Regions from separate parts of the Danio rerio genome. Here region 1 is linked to region 2. The links are chromatin contacts, called in public HiChIP or PLAC-seq maps. All regions are on one chromosome and are shown on one strand. Each heading gives the region's core, a stretch centred on a gene start, on an enhancer-like site or on the middle of the called end of the contact. The rest is flanking DNA. Distances are from core to core; before and after follow the strand shown.

Evidence for each region. HiChIP or PLAC-seq counts read pairs in DNA pulled down with a chosen protein or histone mark.
Region 1: an H3K4me3 HiChIP or PLAC-seq map of gastrula embryo shows a contact between it and region 2, with 2.4 times the contacts expected there. The contact joins the promoter of ppm1g here to the promoter of dldh in region 2. A contact is called at or near these places in 2 of 4 datasets of contacts at active chromatin or transcription factors (embryo and gastrula embryo).

What each region holds. Positions count from the first base shown.
Region 1 is chr13:6,217,551-6,220,797 of GRCz12tu, forward strand. ppm1g (protein phosphatase, Mg2+/Mn2+ dependent, 1G) reads left to right here and starts at 1,608. Exons shown (of 12, transcript NM_201488.1): 1 at 1,608-1,760; 2 at 1,934-2,162; 3 at 2,724-2,793. The coding sequence starts at 2,052.
Region 2 is chr13:6,109,529-6,112,777 of GRCz12tu, forward strand. dldh (dihydrolipoamide dehydrogenase) reads right to left here and starts at 1,778. Exons shown (of 11, transcript NM_130955.3): 1 at 1,272-1,778; 2 at 869-1,165; 3 at 402-462; 4 at 63-320. The coding sequence starts at 1,319. All of the region lies in intron 1 of LOC141377107 (a long non-coding RNA gene), which reads left to right.

The DNA.
Region 1 (3,247 bases), core at 358-2,857, 110 kb after region 2:
ATTGTAGCTTTAGCTTACAAACTGGCCAGAACATTCAACTGTCCTCTGTCCGAATTTGGCTATTTAAATAATAAAAAATAAAACATAACCATAATAAAAGAGCTTCACAATTTTTCTAGCCTCTCTTGTAAAAAAGTACATTTGATTTGATTGAAAATTCATAAATAACAAAAATAGTCAAATTTTTTTTTTATTTAATTTTAATATAGCATTTTGCTTGGTCTTAAAGCCTTTTTCAGAGTATTAATTTGACTATTTACGATGACATAGCAGTCAACATAAGGCAAATGAGCTCATGTATGGGACCAATTCTGGATCTTTGTCATTGAGGGGTGAGTTTTTTCAACCACCCGAACTCCTCTGGCTATGGGCCTGCAAAGTTACTTTGAATAAGGTTCAAATTGGGATAATTTTGACACTTACCACCACTTTTTTCAGGTTGGAGCTGGAATTTATGTATTTGCTGCTGTGATGTCAGTTCAATGTAGCGTGTTGTCAGACTATTGTTGTTTACACCTTGGAGTGAAAACAGACTGAACTTGAGGACGGGTGACCTGGTCCGATAAAAACACTACACAGACAGCATGATCGTCCTTCTCGGAACCGCAAATGGCCATGGCATGACCGTATAACTCGCACGTCTCCTTCGTCAACACACAGGCGTGCGCCGGGCGGCCGCGCACGCTAACAGTATAGCAACCTCTCGCGATACAACCTCTCCAATGCGGCGCCACGCGATATTTGCAAACAAAACATATGGATCTTTTTTATTATCATTTGACAGTAATGGAGGAACGCCGCGAAATGTAGCGAAGAGTACTGATTTTTCTCTAATAATTTACTTGAATAAAAGTACACATATTTAAATTTACTCAAAAAGTACACGTTACCCAATAATTTTACTCAAGTAAATGTAACGAAGTAAATGTAACTCGTTACTACCCACCTCTGAAACTAATTATCATGTAAAGCAACACACCCCTAAAACAACGACCTGTGTACATCCCCCCCCTCCCTAACTCACACTTTTTAACACATTATAATAAAAAATCTAAACTGTGTTTTAAAATGAACCTAAACTTGCAGAAGAACCATATAATAATAATAAATCTTAAAAAAGGGGTAAACTAGGTGCCCTTATTTTCAATACAGCAATACCTGACTATAAAAAGATGACAATTTTGAAGAAAAACTAAACCAGAAAAAATGTTTATGTCGAAGGTAGGTTTAAAGCCACTTCAGCTTAAGGGTACCCTTCATAACATCAAAATCAGTTGCATTCAATCCTCCCTCCTTGATTGGTTTCACTACATCTGATTTTCTTAGATAATGATGCTTATTCTTCCATAGAAAAGTATATTGCATTCGATTCAGATTTTTAATGCACCTATCAGATGTACTTACAGAAAAAGATGGGTAAATCATTCTGGAAAGTGTTGTACCTTTTGTAAAACAATTATACCAAAAATAGATAGATTCCTTTGAACCCACAAATTTATTATATTTTGACTTTTTTTATATTAGTCTCTGCAATCTATTGTTAACTATTATTTAAACCAAAAAAAAAAAAAGAAATTCTAAAAACCACGTGCATGCGCGAACTCACAATAGACTTCCGCTTCCGGTGTGCCTAAAGTCCGCTCTCTGCGAAATGGGTTTGTTGCTGGACTGTTGATTATGTTGACTCACACGTGTTAGGGGCTTTTTTGCTTTTAAAAAGAGGCTCTGACTGCATCAACGTTTATCCCCATTCGCGTTTAATGTGAGCTCGCTCAGTTTCAGGCAGGCCTGCCCGGACTCTCCATCATACCTGAGTGATTGTTCATTTAGAAACTCCAGCAGCATCAGCAGTGTTAGCAGCAGCCCATCAGCTAGCAGCAGTAGCAGGGTAAAACACCGGTTTACTCTCATCCAAGCTTCACTTCGCTCTGAAATGTGACCAGAATCTAGTTTTTACAGACGTATTACCTTCTTTGAAGTCAGTGGATTGGATTAAGTGGATTTATTTAATTTTACGCGTTTTCTTTTCACTAAATCTCACTGCACACATCATGGGGGCTTACTTGTCTCAACCCAACACGGAGAAGAGCACTGGCAACGGCGGGAGCAAGAACTTGAACTATGGGTTCTCGGCCATGCAGGGATGGCGAGTGTCTATGGAGGTAAAACAACCACTTTAATAATATTAAATAGGTTTTGTTACTTTAATTTGCTGATAGATGGATTGCTAATGCTATTAACGAGCAAATGTACGTGAATTATATGTTATTAAAACTATTGAGGTAAAGTTGTTCATATATTCAGACTTTCTCCGTAATAATATGAATTCAGAAAAGTATTCTTTGCCAATTTTAAATGTGAAGATCATACTAGCAGCCTGTGACTATCAAAGTACATTGTTCACTCAGTTAAATGATGCTAACGTTGCATTGGAGTCATACTTGTATGCTACTTCAGACCGAATATTCAAAGTAACGTTACCATGGTAAACAATATAAGGAGCATGTCACCGTTCACAAATGAACGAATGTGTGAATATAAAACCAACTTTAACTCCATTTCAAAGCAGTGTATATTTGCTTTTCAAAGTTAAGTAATGCTAGTCAGTATTTTTTTGTCTAGTGGGAGGAGTGACGTGCGCGGATTTTGGCGCCAGTGAGGTCAGAGGGTGACTCCCGCCTCAAGCTCTCGGTTTTTCTTCATAACCTGTTTTTGTTTCCTAGGACGCGCACAATTGCATCCCGGAGCTGGACGATGAAACCGCTATGTTCGCTGTCTATGATGGCCATGGAGGTAAGATAATAGTATAAGGATTTAAAGATGAGGAAGAGAGACTCGTTTCTGTCAGTTGTCCGGCCTCCGATGTTTCCAAAGCAGTCTGTTCATTAATGGGATAGTTCACACTAAAATGATTCTTCACTCACTATTTACTCTTCCTCAAATGGTTCCAAATCTTTGACTTCCGTTAAAGGCCACCTATGATGGAAATCAACTTTTGTGAGCTGTTTGGACAGAACTGTGTGTAGGTATAGTGCATACCTGTCAACATTGGGATGTGAAAATAAGGGATATGCCCACCATAATAAGGGATTCCCCTGACCCCCTTTAGAAAAAATTCCCCAAATTACTTAATATGCTCATTTGCAGCTGTTTCGTTGTAAATAAACAGTTCAGTGGTCAGTAGTATGTTTTATTATTATTTACAAAAGAAAACATAAATAGTATACATTAGCAGCAAATTAGCAAA
Region 2 (3,249 bases), core at 528-3,027:
AATGCCAAAACAAGCTCACTTTTACACACAAAATACAGGGGATGTATATAATTCACACTTACGTTCTGTGCAGTACTGTCCTTTCCATCCGGAGTTGCAGATAATTTCTCCGCGCTCTCCGCAGGTGAAGTGGCCGAAAGTATCATCGCGCGGACGGCAGAAGACCGAGCAGCCCTCGCCGTAGTAATGCTCATCACAAACGAATCTGTATGAGTACTTCAGCTCTGTCCTCCCACCAACCTGTAGATCTTGGGACCATTCCTCGCCTACTGTTAGATGCCTCTGGGTGGTCATGCGACTGATCAGACGGTCTGGGTTTTCTGTGAACAGTTTGACGTTAGAGTTGCATCACTGCATCATAAGAATAAGCTGGTCTGAATTGCACTCCCATTTAACGTTACCTGTAGACAGGTCATCAGTGGAGTCGGTGTGCAGTGCTTCAATAATCAGCGAAAATGTTCCCTGGAACACAAACAAACACACACAAGATGTTTTTGAAAACCGAATCGATAGATTTAAAACTGCATTCCTCCACACTCCCATGCTGTTTTACATATAACGGAAGATGTGAATGGCTTGAGGTGTGATCGCACTGGGGATTCAAGCTTCATTTCTCCCATTTCACACTTACTTCTTGCAGTAAAATGAAAGGTTTCGGAATTTCACACTGAGCCGACAATTATGTTCCAACCCAGGGGATGTGACTTTTCCCACCCCAGTAACACCGCTAAAGCGACTAAATACCCACATCCTGACTCCTTATGAGTCATTATTGTAGCTTTTATATGCTTAAACCCTCGTCTAAATGTATACAATTATCTACATACAATATAATGTCTAAAATAATTAAATAAATAACGGTACTCACTGGCCATGTGAACCCAAACGCGAAAGGAATGGGGTTGGTGAACGAGCTGTCAGGGAAGCTTTCGGGAACTTGGAAGGAGTTTGATCCGAGCACCGGGGTAACTGCGCCACCGTAGGTGCACGGAGGATCTGGAGATACGTTGGCTTGGTAATGTTTCAGGCAAATCCTAAAAAAAGTTTTGCATTCACACTGAAGACCCTCTGCCGCGGATCCCTTGCAGCAGTTTGCGTTGCCTGTCACTCCTTTCTTGTTCAGAAACTCCTGCAACTTTAGCTCAAAAACCCCTGAACAAAACCCCTGAGGAAATAAAACGCACACACTTAATTCACGAAAAGTTACCATCATAAGGCAGACATCTGAAGTGAGATCATTGCAAAGGAAATCAGATGCTGGCTTTAATTACCTGGCTTATCATGACACAAAGCAAAACAGCTATCATTAGTCGTCCCATGGCGGAGAGGATCTGAACTGTTGTGAAACTTCCACGGGCCAGGCAATTGTGTGAGACCGTGTCTCAATAAATCATTGAGACTCGTCGTTCTCCGCTCAGTGGGAGGCAGCTCGGGTTGATGCTCTGTTGTGTTCAGTTTATCTGCTCATGCAAGCCCATCAAAGTCCCCCCTTGGAAAATAAATCAGCAATTAAATCCCAAATACGAATGTAGAAGGAGGAAACCCCGATGCGCAAAAGGGAGACGATTGGGAAATCCCTCACAAGTCGAGTACTCCAAGTTGTCAAAAAAGTTAGCAGTCCACTTTCGGGTAGTTTAGGAAGCCGGAAAAATTACAAAGCCCCAAGCACAGGGTTATTTATGCGCTTATTTTCCGTTTCAAAAGTTCATGTGGAGATGATCCAAACTACTGATCCAAACTTTCATCCCGTACTCTTGTTTCCATGTGAGAGACTGACTGGATTGTGCGTGTTTAATGTCCAAGTCCTCCTGCAGCCGGTTATATACAGGCAGCGCCTGCTAGGGTAATGAGATGCAAATGAGCTACTCCCCAATCTGGCTCTGCTTGTCACAAAGGGACACTTTTCAATCTACACCACCCCCAACCCCCCAAGAAAAAAAAAAATCGGCAAATGGTCACTGAGCTGTAAAATGTGCAACTCCTTGCCACTGGGAGAGAGTGGGAGAGAGAGAGAGAGAGAGAAAAAGAAAAAAAAAATCTAATTTACATACAGGAAAATAAGCAACCTTGAGAATCCTGTACATCCCACTCTGACATAAAACCACAAATTACATCACACATTGCAGGAATGTCGCATTCCTGATAACGGGACAACAGTGAAGCAGGGATTGAGGAGATTCAAAGCTGTTCAATGCAGTTTGATTAAGTAAAAGTTTTTTTTCTTTTAGCATAGGTTTGATAAAATATTGTTGCTTAAGTTTGTCATTCCAAACTATTTATAAATCAGCTTTAAACTAATAAAAAGGCTAGTAGCCTACAGTAAAATGTGATATTAATTACACAATAGGATGCACATCATGTAATAACAAATAATATTTCATAGTAATAGCATAGTTATTGTTGATTAATCAAACATTTACACATAAACCAGAGTTTGTTTTTAAAATAATACGAACAACTAAACAATTTTTGAAAAACTTTTCAATGCAATACATTTTAGATTCTTTTAGTGATCGGAATTTTGTTGAACAGAGAAACTTTTGCTAAAAGGAAAATTCGAAATCAGGAAGAATAAAATGTTGTATAATAATAAACAAATACCATTAAAGAACCAAAACATTGCTAGACCTTCACATAGTTCGGGTAAACTAAACACGTAGCCTAATTCTGAATTATTTATTTAAACAACAATGCATTTCAGTGAGTTTTGACGACTATAAGTTTGAAGTTTTCATCTCTAAACTGGATAGTAAACATCGAGCTGGTGTGTGTCGTTCGCGTGGCTGTCATTAAGGCACTTTGTTATTGTGTGCGGGGAGAATAAGTTTTTTTTTCTCTCTGTGCTCTCAGCTGTATGGTAATTCACACAGCACCTGCTCCCCTCACAATGTCGCGGGGAGAAAGAGCTCCCCTCTCCACACGTCATCCCTCACAAAAGTACCTAGCAGCTTCTGTTGTTTTGGTGTTTTATCAATTATTTCGCGTTTGATTCGACGAGGAAGTTTTCTTTTAATCGTTCATATTGTCAAATGAGTCGAGCTCTGGTCTCGTGAGCGTTTGTTTGTGTGCGCGCGCGAGGGTGGTCTTCATTAGCGCGTTAATTAAAGCGCTCGGTCCAGAGGAATGCGACAATATCGTTGACACTGTTAAACTGAAGACTTTTAGCACTCTATTCAGAATATTTTCTGAAAGAGATCGCGTATTTTAGTTTGTTCATTGGTATTATTATTTTATCGAAAGCGTCATGCG